2 separate regions of the Hordeum vulgare genome follow, and region 1 is linked to region 2. Evidence: chromatin contacts called from public Hi-C data. All regions are on one chromosome and are shown on one strand. The core of a region is the stretch at or near the end of the contact, and the rest is flanking DNA. Distances in the headings are between cores, read along the strand shown. Region 1 holds the start of LOC123425700 (chlorophyll a-b binding protein of LHCII type III, chloroplastic). Region 2 holds the start of LOC123425699 (myosin-3-like).

Region 1 (6,562 bases), core at 1,719-4,218, 390 kb before region 2:
AAAATATTTTCATCCGAATTACGGATTATTTTATATTAATTTTTAAAGTTTTATCAATAATTTAAATATGACATGAGCATGATGTCATGGTAACATGAGTAGTCAACCGTGGGGTTGATTGGTCAAATCTGACAAGTAGGCCCCACTTGTCATAGACACATTTTAATTAAATTTAATGAACATTAATTAGATTAATTAGGGGGTGGGACCCACCTGTCATTCTTTGTTTAAATTAAAATATGTATCAGAATTAATTAATCCATTTTAATTAGTCTAATTGGGCTGGGTCCACTTGTCATATACTTAAAAGTAACACAGGGTTAATTAATCTATTTAATCCCAGATTAAATTAATTAATTAATTAAACTAATTATATATATATATTAATTAAATGTTTAGAGGGGGGGTTCTCGGCCCCTGTGTCATCCGGTGTGTGTGTGGGGGGGGGGGGTGGTCCCACTTAGCAGTGGCCAAGAGCCACACCACACATGCACACACACACACACACACACTAGGAGAGCCGCAGCCGTGGTCATGGCCGACGGCAACGGCGGGCAACTGAAAGGGGCCACCGACAGGGAAGGGCGGCCACGACGTGGCAGCGGTGGCAGGGGGTGGCTGGCGGTGGCCGGAGGGTGGCGAGGCCAAGGCGTGCGGGACGAATGAGGCGGGCATATGGGCGAGGGACAACGCGTAGCGACACACGACACAGTAGCCGGCACGCGGGCGCAGGCGGGGTAGCAGCGGCGGCGCGGGGCGCGCGTGTGTGGTAGAGCGTGCGCGCGACGACGACGAGGTGATGGACGACCAGCGGGGTGCAAAGCGTCGGGGGTGCGAGGAGCCGGTAAGGTGGGCCACCGACGGCTCACCGGAGTGTGGCGTAGGAGGGAAGAGGGGAAGGGGAGAGGCTCATAGCAGATGCAGGGGTTCCAGAGGCGAGGCTCGATGGAGCCCGTGAGGTAGAGGCGACCGACGACAGTGGGGGGTGCCTGCGGTGGTGCTCCGACGGTGGTGGCTCGCCGGATGGCCGGCGGCGCGTCGGGGCCGTCGGATCCTGGTCGGGTGAGGGAGAGCCACTAGAGAGGAGGGACTCTCGAGGGAGTGAGGGGAGTGGGGTTGGGTTAGGGTTTGGCTGGGGTTATATACCCCCAAGTGGGGTGGGCCGGCCGGTTGGGGAGGCCATATTGGGCCTTGGCCCAGGAGAGGGGGGCTTTATTTCATTTTTTATGTCTTTCGTTTTTGCTTTTTCTTTTCTTTTCTTTTCTTTTCTTTCTTTAAATTTCTCTTTACTTTTTTTATTAAATTCTAGCACCTAAAATACTTTGATAATAAATATGGGACCGAACCACATAATTACTTTGCATTATTTAGCACTACCCACAAAAGTTTTGGGGATCTATTTAAAATATTTTGTGTTTTATAATTTAGAAAAGGCATTTTAATTAATGTTTTTCCCATGTTTTAGTTGTTTTGTGGCATCAAAATTATTTAAAAAATATTGGTTGCAATATCTTAATAGCTTAGGAAATATTTGCAACTCGTTCAAGATTTTAATTTGAAGTTTGCAAATCTTTTAAATCCATTTGAAATAACTTGAATTGTAAGGAAACTGAATTGGAGTTTGATTCAAACAATGATCATTCTTGGATTAGCAAAATTATTAGCTTAATCCCCTTGTTATAGTAGCTTAATTACGTGGGATTACTGTAGCATAATCCGGAGATGTCACAGCTATGATAGACACAATTTTGCGTAGCATGGAAGAAAACGCAAATTCAAGGCAAAAATGTCACCTAGCCTGTTTGGTGGTCCAGTCCACTGTGCGCTGCTGCCCGAAACCCATCATGTTCACTCTGAGAGATCTATAGATAACATATAATGTCCATGAGCTTTCATGCAGCGACGTTCCTAAGGGCCGACCCATTCAATGGCGCTATAAAGAGAGCAAAAGCCCCCCCCCCCTCCCCCCCCCCCCCCCCCCCACACACACAAACCAAAAGGCCTACCAGGAATCGAGCTCACAACGACACACTAATGACCTGGTGTTCCTTGACACTTGAGTTGCTGAGTGTAAGAGACTTTTAGGGAGAGTGAAAGTTTAAGTACTAAATGGAGCAACAGATTTATTGTTTGGAAATTTTCAAGCATTTGCTTGAAAAATTGTGAATATTTTTTTCCTAAAATACAAATAATGTTTCGATTAGTGAACAAATTTTGATATTTTAAACATAAACAATTTTTAAATATATATTGAACAATTTTTGTATATACACTAAATATTTATTGATATACACACTAAACATGTTTATGATATATGCTGAACAATATTTAAATACACATTGAACATTTTTTTTATATACTCAATACAAATTGAACATTTTTGTGATATACGCTGAATAATTTTAAAGTACACAATGAACATTTTTATGATCTATGCTGGAAAATATTTAAATACACATTCTTTACGATATATGTTGAACAATTTTGAAATACACAATGAACATTTTTTTCAAAATCTGTTGAATATTTTCTTAATAAATGGTGTACATTTCCTTGAATACACAATGAACATTTTTGTGTACAAACACATAACGAACTTTGTATATTACACGAAAAAAATGGAAAAGAAAATAGAAGAAAGTAAATATAAACAAAAGCAGAAAAATAGAAACATACTTACTACTCCGTAGAAGAGAAGAAAAAGCAGAGCTAAGCCAAGCTTCAGGGAAGCCACGTCCTTTTCACGCTCTGCCCTGTAGACTCTCCGAGAAAACGCCGTGGCGGCAGAGATGGATAACTCACGGGATAGGAACCCATCCGACGATCCGAGGTGGCAACACCACGCCTCCACCGATCCAATGCTGCTCCCTGATTGGCCCAAACCAAATCCAGAAATCCTCCATCACCCACGTCTTCACAAAAACTTGTGCTACAAATACTTACACGTCTCCCCTCTCGAATTCCCACCACTCACTGAGAAGCACCCAGCAGCAACAGCCGGCTAGGCCACCGTACGGACCCCGGAGCAGCAGACATGGCATCCACGATCATGGCCGCCGCCTCCCGCGCCGTTGTCGCCAAGACGCCGTTCCTCAGCGGCCAGGGCCGCGCCGCCAGCGCCAGCCCCCTGCGCGACATCGCCGCCGCGACCAACGGCAGAATCACCATGGTACGTGCCATGAACTGACCACCACGGAACTTGTCTGCAATTCTACTAGCATCTGTGCGTGCTAAGAGCTAACGATTGTCTGGTGTGCGCGCGCGCTCGCAGGGCAACGACTTGTGGTACGGCCCGGACCGCGTCAAGTACCTGGGCCCCTTCTCCGCGCAGACGCCGTCGTACCTTAACGGCGAGTTCCCCGGCGACTACGGCTGGGACACCGCCGGGCTTTCTGCCGACCCGGAGGCGTTCGCTAGGAACAGGGCGCTAGAGGTGATCCACGGCCGGTGGGCGATGCTCGGCGCTCTTGGGTGCGTCTTCCCCGAGGTGCTCCAGAAGTGGGTGGGCGTCGAGTTCAAGGAGCCCGTCTGGTTCAAGGCCGGCTCGCAGATCTTCTCTGAGGGTGGTCTCGATTACCTTGGGAACCCCAACCTTGTCCACGCGCAGAGCATCCTTGCCGTGCTTGGCTTCCAGGTCCTTCTCATGGGTCTTGTTGAAGGGTTCCGCATCAACGGTCTCGATGGTGTCGGCGAGGGCAACGACCTCTACCCCGGCGGCCAGTACTTCGACCCGCTCGGCCTTGCCGACGACCCTGTTACCTTCGCGGAGCTTAAGGTGAAGGAGATCAAGAATGGCCGTCTTGCCATGTTCTCTATGTTCGGGTTCTTCGTGCAAGCTATCGTCACCGGCAAGGGCCCATTGGAGAACCTGTTCGACCACCTCGACGACCCTGTCGCCAATAATGCATGGGTTTTCGCCACCAAATTTGCGCCTGGATCTTAGGCTGCCCGACGCGCCACGGTGGCCTGCCATTGTAAAATGTAAATTATTCCCATGTGTGTGCAATAGCAACGAATGGTCGATGTGATCCCTGAAATTCGAAAATTTGGAGGATTTTTTGGTTTAATTTCTGATGTGTGTTGCTTATATGTTGCAATGTGCTTAGCTCATTCTTGATGGTTACTGTCAAAGTAAAACAAGATTGAATGAAAGTGAATGGACCATTAATCCTGATTTCTATTGATTATCAAGTATATATATCTGGAAGAGGTGTGAAGAAGAGGTGTCTCTTCGGAGGCATCCCTCCAGAACAGGTACCTGTTGGCAATAGAGAGAGAAGAGACACGACTATTCGGGTTGGACACATCCATTTGCTAATTAATTAATCTACTAATTAGTTTTTAACACTCCCCCTTGTACAACACCGCTCCTTGAATGTTTCATCGTTGAAAGCTTCTTGCATATAGATCTTCCATCTTAAGAAATCTTCAAGATAATCTTGAGAGACTCCCACAAAAACCCTGCGGGAAAAATATGAGGAGAATTATGTAGATATGTTGCTAAAACTCCTTTAAACCCAGTGGGAAAAATAAGAAGAAAATGATGCAACATACGATGATTATTGTCTCTTGATAACTCATATGAGAAAAACCTTTAAAGAAGGAGAAAACTCATCGATAAGTTTAGAGAACAATTAATATGTCTTGACTACTTTCTTTAAAAACCCTGATAGGGAAAATAGAAAGTATGACATATGATCTTTGAGAAGATATTGCCTCATTAAAAACCGTTATGAGAAACTTTGAAAAAAACTCATAAGGAAAAAGAGTGCAACCGTACATGTCATTGAAAACTCCTTTAAAATCCAGTGGCAAAAATATAAGAAGAAAATGATATGGCATATATAGATACTTGTGTTTATATTGTCTCGTTAAAAACCTTTATGAGAAACCATTAGGGAAAAACTCATCAAGGGAAAAAGAGTACAATATATGCAATCTGATGATTGTTAATAGGTTATAGTTTGGGAGTTTACTCTCCCTGAAGTTTGCAAATGTGAAGGACGTCTCATACCAATTCCATTGACATGAACATGAGACTGTGTATAATTTGTTGGATTATAACAATATTTTGTTTGCAAATTATTTCCTTACTTTTCTATAATCCGCGAGGTTAAGTAATTTCCGAGCAATGTGATTTATGATATTGCTCTTCATATAACCTATAGGTATTGAGTAACACAAGTGTAAGTATCTTGATAAATCAAGTTATGTGATTTTGATGAATCTCAACCACATGATTTTAAGTGTGGTTAACCATTCTACTAAGTTATGCATATTTTGCAATGCCTTTAGGTAAAACAATTATGTTAGAACGATAACTGGAAATAACCATTAAAATCCATTTATATGACTTCCATGTGAAGGCTATTCCAGCAAATTCAGTCATTGATATGGCGTTATTGGGATCAAATAAAGAGCCAATATCATTACATCATATCATGGTCATATCTTCTATTTCCTGATGGAAATATTCAAGATTTACTATAATCTTCAGATATAAGATGATAGTACTTATATCGACCATATACCTTTTGTTTCGGTAGTACCATATGATTCACAACTATTTCTAGTCATAGAGTGACTTTTGAAGTTTTACACAATACATGTTGCGATTTGTTTTTGGATTCAGAAATGTATGCCTTTCACGGACTTTAATATAGATTTCCGAAATGAGTGACTCATATGACTGTGTAGCCACTTCATCCATCACTGCATGGATAATATTATTTGTACTGCCAATGGTATTTATTATCGAAACATAGTTCCACTCCTACCAAGAAGGTATGTTACATCGTAATCGATGTCGGGTCTCTCTGTGAACCCTTTTGCTACAAGCTTCGCTTGTTCACCACCTCATTGACTTTGTCTATGAATGAGAAGTTTTTAGTATTCCATATGGAAGATACTTATGAGGAGTAGGTATTACTGTGGTAAATACCACTCTTTGATGAGCGAGTGCTATTCTTCATTACTTGATTCCTTTTATGTGAACCAATATGAGTACAAGAGGCACTCTACCATGGATTTTGGTTCGGGGCCCAAAAGGTTTTAGCAATTTAGAGAAGAAATATAGACTTATGTTATATGATTCTGGAGGAATCGATGAAATTTGTGGAAATGTATTTATTCCTTTTAACTCCTTGTGATTTCCTACAACAATGGAGTCAAGGTGTTTCGATGTCCCGACACCAAAATATTTGTGCACATTTATGTCGGGCTTTGGATGATGAGCATCCAGTGAGGTGTCTTTCAACTTGATGTTGAATTACATTTACTAGTTGAGGATTTGATTACCTCTATTTCCGTGGAAGCATATGTGAGAATATATCTCGTGTGGTCAGATTTCTCCCCCTCTTGCTCTCATTTCGGGAGAAGAGTGGTTTATGAGGTACCTCCACTCTTTCTGACACTTTACTACAGAAATATAAAATTGAGTGACACCTTTGTCATTAGTAAATGTATGTGGCGGATTTGCAATGTGTTGCAAATATGTGATTCTAAACTTCTAGTTCAGATTCTTTGAGTACGTGGATATATGGACTGAATGTGAATAACATTT
Region 2 (6,382 bases), core at 354-2,853:
TGAACGAGCATTAAAATACACTAGTTTCATCTACTTCTAAATGCTGCAAGGTAATAAGTCATGTACGCTTATTGAAAACAATAAATTTTCACATTAAATTCTTCTGCAGATACAGAAGGGAGTTGTAAGCAAATATGTGTATAAATTCATCATAAAAATACACATATGTGAGTAATTATTTTATTAACATTTCTTGGTATTTAACACTAAGTGAGTTTAGCCTAACTCTATGCTATAGAAACGAATTGAACTTGTTGCAACATATTATCTGTTACTTTTTCCACATGATAATAGGATAAACCTCATGAATTTCAAAATGAATGAGAGATTCTTACCTTCTGGAGGACATAGTCCATGGAATCAGTAAACACTGGCTTCCCATTTCTCTTTGCTCTTGCCGAGGAAAAATAAGGAGAGGGGGGCTCCTTGCAGGCCACTGCATCCTTCCTCTCCTCTTGGAGGTTCTCAACATATGGAGACTCGTCCAGTGGTTCCACACTGCATAGCTTCCTCTTGGCCCCAAAGATGCGACCATTTACAGCCTTCCCATCCTTGGCCTCCTGCCCACCAATCTCCTTCTTGACCTCTGGCGTAGTATTCTCTTTCTCCATCTCGATCTCTGGCGTAGTATTCTTACTCACAGCTTCCGGCTTCTTGTCAGTATCCGCCACAGCGCCCTCTGCCACTCCATCCTCAAGCTGAACCCTAGGAGGCGTCGGCGAGCGTCTTGCCCTGGGCAGCCGGCCACGGCACGTGGGGCGAGCCGGCAATGCCGGCGGCTCATCCTTGGGCCGCTCGTCGCGCTTCTTTATGCTCTCGAGCAAGACCTCGAGGGAGCTCTTGGGAGCAGCTGGGACTGGCGCCATGACGGCGGCTGCAGAGAGCATCACCGCCGAGAAATCAACAGGCCACCGGACCAAAGCAGGGAGCGCACGCAAGGGCTCACAGGGCAATACGCCAAATCTTAGAGCAGAACGCCGTGGAGGCCAGGAATTTCTCCATTTCTCATCAAATCAGCGCCAACTCCAGGCGCATGAACCCCCTGGCCCGGCAAGGGCCCGAAAGCGACACCCACCCAAACCCCAAATTCCACAACCAGACCCCAAAAATCTCTCGCTCCCGGCCCCGAAAATAGCACCAATCTCAGGCGCCAAAGGCCAGATTTTGGCGGTGCCGCACCGAGGGAAGGGGATGTGAAGGAAAAAACCAAACTCCGCGCGATTTTTCAAGGGAAGGGAAGGGAGGGGACGACGCGGCCAAGAAGCCTGGGCAGCGGCAAAAAGCCGGCGACCTCTGGCGAAAGGAAAGGCGAAAGAACCCCGAAACCAAAGCAAGGCCTGCTCCGAATCAAGGCACTAGAAGCGGCAGCGGCAGCAGAAATCGCCCAAGAAACGCATCAAAAGCGAGCGGCACCGGAGGAGACAGGACGATTCCTCCCCCCGCTCCGGAATCAGGAGGAAAACCCCAACAAAAAACGCAATTACTACGCACGCTCTCTCTCTCTCTCTCCCCGCTCCCCTCGGGGCTTTTGCTTCCCTTCTCCCTCACAATTTCAAACCTCCGTCCTCCCCTCCACCACCCCCTCTCTGTCTTTTTCCCCTCTCCTCTTGATCCGTTACTTAGGCCGCTGGCAGAAACATTTAGAGCAGAGAAACTCGAATTACTGATGTGCCCCTGCGGGCGGCGCCGGACTGCGGTGGCCGGACGGTGGCACTCTCGTGGATACTGCGGGGACGGAGGGGCGGGGGTGCGCGTGAGCTGTCTGTGCATTTGGACCGTTGGATGCGGGCGGCTGCGCCCTCCGCTCCACGACTTCAGTCCGCGGGGCCAAGTTACCCAACTGCCCCTGCGGATTAGTGGTCTCGCACCACCAACACAGGTCTGACTGCTTGTTTCCATTTCTGCTTGACGACTTCCTGTGTGTTCATTAAATTAAAATACTGTAACATGAGAAGGCCCCCTTTATTTAATTATTTCCGATTTGTTCGTCCATTAAAATGCAGGAAAATTATAAATGGATAAAGTAGCTTCCATTTGGCCGGCCTTGTTCGTTTATACTTCTACTTCCTTCATTTTTAAATTCTCCTTTCATTCTTAAATATAAGTCTTTTTAGAGAATTTTACTAAAAACTATGTACATATGTATATTGACATATTTTAAAATATAGATTCAATCATTTTATTTCGTATATGGTCCCTAACGAAATCTCTAAAAAGATTTATATTTCGAAACGGAGGAAGTATAAGTTATTTTAAAAACTTCAAGCAAAATTAACGAATATATACTTTAAAATATATCTACATATATTTGTATGTAGTTTTTAGTGAAATCTCTAATTATTTTTTATTTGTTTGCGTTTGCAGGAAAATTAAATGGATAAGAGCATATACAGCCGGACCACTCAAATACAGTCCCTCAAACGTTCACGGATGTATTCGGACGCATCCACGGGCACTGACCGGGCGCGCCTTATTTTTTGCCTTCCACATCCGCATCTCTCATATCCCAACCCTCATATTCATACAAACGCATGCAACGCTACGTAAAACCAGAGATCAACATCTTTCATCGGATCGGATTGCTTCGTCGAATAAAAAGATCATAGTTCATCGAAGTTCATTGACAAATTCATACTACAAACTACGTAAGCATAATTGAAATATGAATAAACAGGGAAGTGCAGAGGAAATCACCATTTCCTCGCCGTCCCCTTCCCTTTCGGTCACCCATGCCATTGTGTCCCTCCTCCGTGTAGGTGTCGGCGTGCGGTGGAGCGTCATTGTCCTCGTCATCGAAGTTGGGCGTTGTAGAGACATCGTTGTCGTCCTCGTCGGAGCTGCACCGCATGTCGGACAGCCTGTGGAGCAGGCGCTCCTTCTCCTTCGCATGGCGGGCTGCTTTCGCCTTCGTCGCCGCCTCTTTTTGCTGCCTCGTGCTCCGGTAACTGGATGGCAACTCGAAGCGCCTCAGCATTCTTGCGGCGGAGGCGGCTCGCATCCGTCTGCCGTCTTCAGCGAGCGACGAAGGACGCCCGTGAGGAGCGCGTCCTCGGGGTCGATCCACGCGCTCGAGGTCGAACGTCGTGCGGCCAGCGCCTCCCCCCTCTCCCTAACCCGTTGCCGCTAGTGACGGCCTGCACACGCCTCGGATTCCGACGTCCTTTTGTGCATTGTTCCTGACGCGGGCACGAGGACCCAGCAATGGTCGGACACGCTTCCGGAGAAGAAGGTGGTGGAGGTGGGTGGTGTACCTGAACTGGAGCAGACCTCCTGGAGTGAGAACGACCGGAGCTGCGCGCCTCACCATAACAGCATGCGACGTTGCCGGCGCTCCATCGGCGTGCGACGGGCCCGGAGGATGCATATCCACCGCCGTCGACACTCCGTTGGCGTGCGACGGGCCCGGAGGATGCAGATCCATCGTCGCCGGGGCCGCCTTGGTCCTGCAGCGACCGACGCAACGCGATGCGGATGGCCACCTCCTCCACATCGACGTTCGCCCCGTCGGAGTTGCTTTCGTTGCCGACCATCGAATCGGAGCGTGAGGAGGGGAAGTGGAGTGGACGGAGAGTGAACTACCGGATGTCTAGGGTTTTCTCGGTTCGGGTATTTAGTGGGGTCGGTGGTGGGCCGGGCCGACGTGACGGTGGGGGCGATGGTGGGCCAGGTAGTCAGACGGGCGTGCCCGGCGTGCGCCCGGACTTCCCATATCCATCCCGTGTTTAGGCTGGATATGAGAGATGTCCGTCAGCCTAGTCGTTCGAGACCCGTTTAGGAAATTCGTTTGGATCAAATTTTCGTGACCAGACAGTGACCGAACGGCCTGTTCGGGCGCATGACACGGATATAAAGGGTTCCGTTGTAGATGCTCTAAGTAGCTTTCATTTGGCCGGCCTTGATTGTATGGAATACTGTTTTGTTGAAACATTTAGTTGTGGTGTTTGTGTAGTATTGTATGTTCCATAGAAAAAAGTTTGTGCTATGGTCAATGGGAGGTGGTGCGTTATTATAATAAGTAGATACATTTTTCTATCGGGTTCTCGTGTTTCCATGAGCCTGGATGGGTGCGCTTACTGGTGTAGTCTATAGATAATAATATAAGTGGTTAGCCTTTGAGGTTTGTTGTCGATCATCGCCTCAGCTCATTCGTTTGCTTCGAGATCCATGAAGATTCTTTTTCTTTACTGAAAGCAAAGATGATCGCACTTGAGTAAGAAGGGCTAAATATGCTTCAACCGGGACAATGTGGGGGTGCACGAGTCTAGCGCAACTATTTGCAACCAAGGTAAGGAGAGTATATACAGCCGGATGTGACAAATCCGGCTCACTAAATATTTGTGGGCGTCCGCGGATGCATCTAAATGACCCTTTATATGTTGCTTTTAACGTTCACATATCTTAAATTCGAACTATAAAATTTATACAACTTCTTGCACATCGATTATGTATAAATAACAGATGTTTGGTAGCAAAAAATAAATAGCATTTACATCAAATTTATTTAAAGTGCATAAATTAATCATCGGCTCTTCGGTATCCATTATAGGTCTCCATATGGTCCACAAGATTGTTGAGTAGTTTCGCATGCACATGATGATCTTGAAGATTATGATGTATCTGTAAAAAGTTCATAAGAGCATCTACATCCGGATCTCTCAAATGACTTCTCATACGCCCGCAGACGCACCCGATCAGTGACCGGATAGGAGAAAGAAGGAAAAATTGTGACCCAACCGGACCCCTCGTATCATCCCTATACGTCTGGGTTGTCCGCGAACCGTCATATCCATCTCAAATATAGTGAGGATATGAGGGCTCGCGGGCGCGCCCGTCAGTCCGCCAAATAAGACGCGACCCCACTCTGGACCACCTTTTTCTTTTCTTTATTTTTGTATTTCTCTCTCTTTCTCTCCACCAATCACGTACAAGTGACCGGACATGTGAGAAAAAAATAAGGAATGTGCCTGCGCGGACGGACAAATAGGGACACGTCCGGTCACTAATCGAACACGTCCGCGAGCGTTTAAGGGGTCATATTTGCAATGTCCGACTATAGATGCTCTAAGTTAACCTGCAGCTTGATCTTTCGGGATTTAAACTTGCTCTTCTCACGCTTCAAAAATATTGGTTTGGGCAACATCATCATCCTTGTCCTTGATAATCATATTATGCAAAATAACACAACATGTCATCGGTTGCCACAAAGTTCTTGATTCCCACATCATTGCAGCTTCACGAACAATTCCCCAACGAGTTGAACCGCTCTCGATGCCCTCTTGATATGTCTCTAACGTATCGATAATTTATAAAGTATTCATGCCATGTTTACAACTCGGACACAGAGAGGAACACCATGACGACGTTTTCAAGAAGATAACGACGCCCGCAAGCGTCGCCTCGTCAGCGACAAAGCGCGGAGCTTTCGCTCGGCAGCTCCCCCGCGTCACCACGAGGTCTCCAGGGCGCACGAACATCCATATCAGGATCGGGGCACGGATACTACCAGAGTCAGAGAGCACGTCCGAGCCACCCGCATCATCACCTCTCTCCGCCCACACGACCAAGAGGTAGTGCCATCCCCGTCGCCATGGTGCCCGCCGAAAAGCCAACCATGCGGACCGCCATCCAGGGCCGCCACCCGGCATCCATGTCCAGGACTCCATCGACCGTCCACATCTTGGTGCACCTGCCATGGAGGGAAGAGCAAAAGGTGACACCTTTCGCTCCTAGCCCGGCATCAGCCACAGAGTATCGGTGGACGCCTCCACAGTAGGAGGCATCCACGCCTGGATCCCCAACCGTACCCGGTGGACGGGGAGACCCTACTCCGTGACTACCGACGACCGCCGTCGAGCCCGCTCGCATGACGCCATGACCATGGCCCTTGACGCTGATCTGCCCGACAAAGTGACAGAGCCCCGACCATCACCAACGTCCACCGTACCCGCGAGGAGAGGGGCCTCACCAACCACGGACACCTCCCGGATCGAGCCCAAACGTACCTACCCGGAGGAAGATCTCCGACTCGCCCCGTGCACCATCCAGATCCGCCCGAGCACAAGGCCTGGCTCACAGCCATGTCGGCCTAGAACCAGGAGAAGGAGGCCTGCTGCACCACCACCCAGCGCCACCGTCAGCGACACGACACCCAACATGACGCGTCGCCTCCCCATCGATTCGCACCATCCGCTCCGAGACGCGGTCACCACAGCCCTAGAGTCGTCGGACCACCCCAGCAAGGAGCACGCTGCCACGCGGTCACCTCCAGCAACCACAACCACCAGCGGCGGCCGACCTATGCCGCCTCAGCCCGCGCCGCCTGCTGGTAGAGCATCTGCCCGATCCATATCTGGGTCGGAACGCCCAAAACCGCCAACCGCGC

Evidence for each region. Hi-C and Micro-C count contacts between places; a contact is called where the count stands out from the background.
Region 1: a contact with region 2 is called in a Hi-C map of leaf, with 4 times the contacts expected there. The contact joins the promoter of LOC123425700 here to the promoter of LOC123425699 in region 2. A contact is called at or near these places in 3 of 6 Hi-C or Micro-C datasets (leaf and seedling).

Annotation. Positions count from the first base shown.
Region 1 is chr2H:167,405,036-167,411,597 of MorexV3_pseudomolecules_assembly, reverse strand. LOC123425700 (chlorophyll a-b binding protein of LHCII type III, chloroplastic) reads left to right here and starts at 2,968. Exons shown (of 2, transcript XM_045109412.1): 1 at 2,968-3,169; 2 at 3,272-4,067. The coding sequence starts at 3,035. The coding sequence ends at 3,943.
Region 2 is chr2H:167,011,521-167,017,902 of MorexV3_pseudomolecules_assembly, reverse strand. LOC123425699 (myosin-3-like) reads right to left here and starts at 1,603. Exons shown (of 24, transcript XM_045109411.1): 1 at 336-1,603. The coding sequence starts at 887.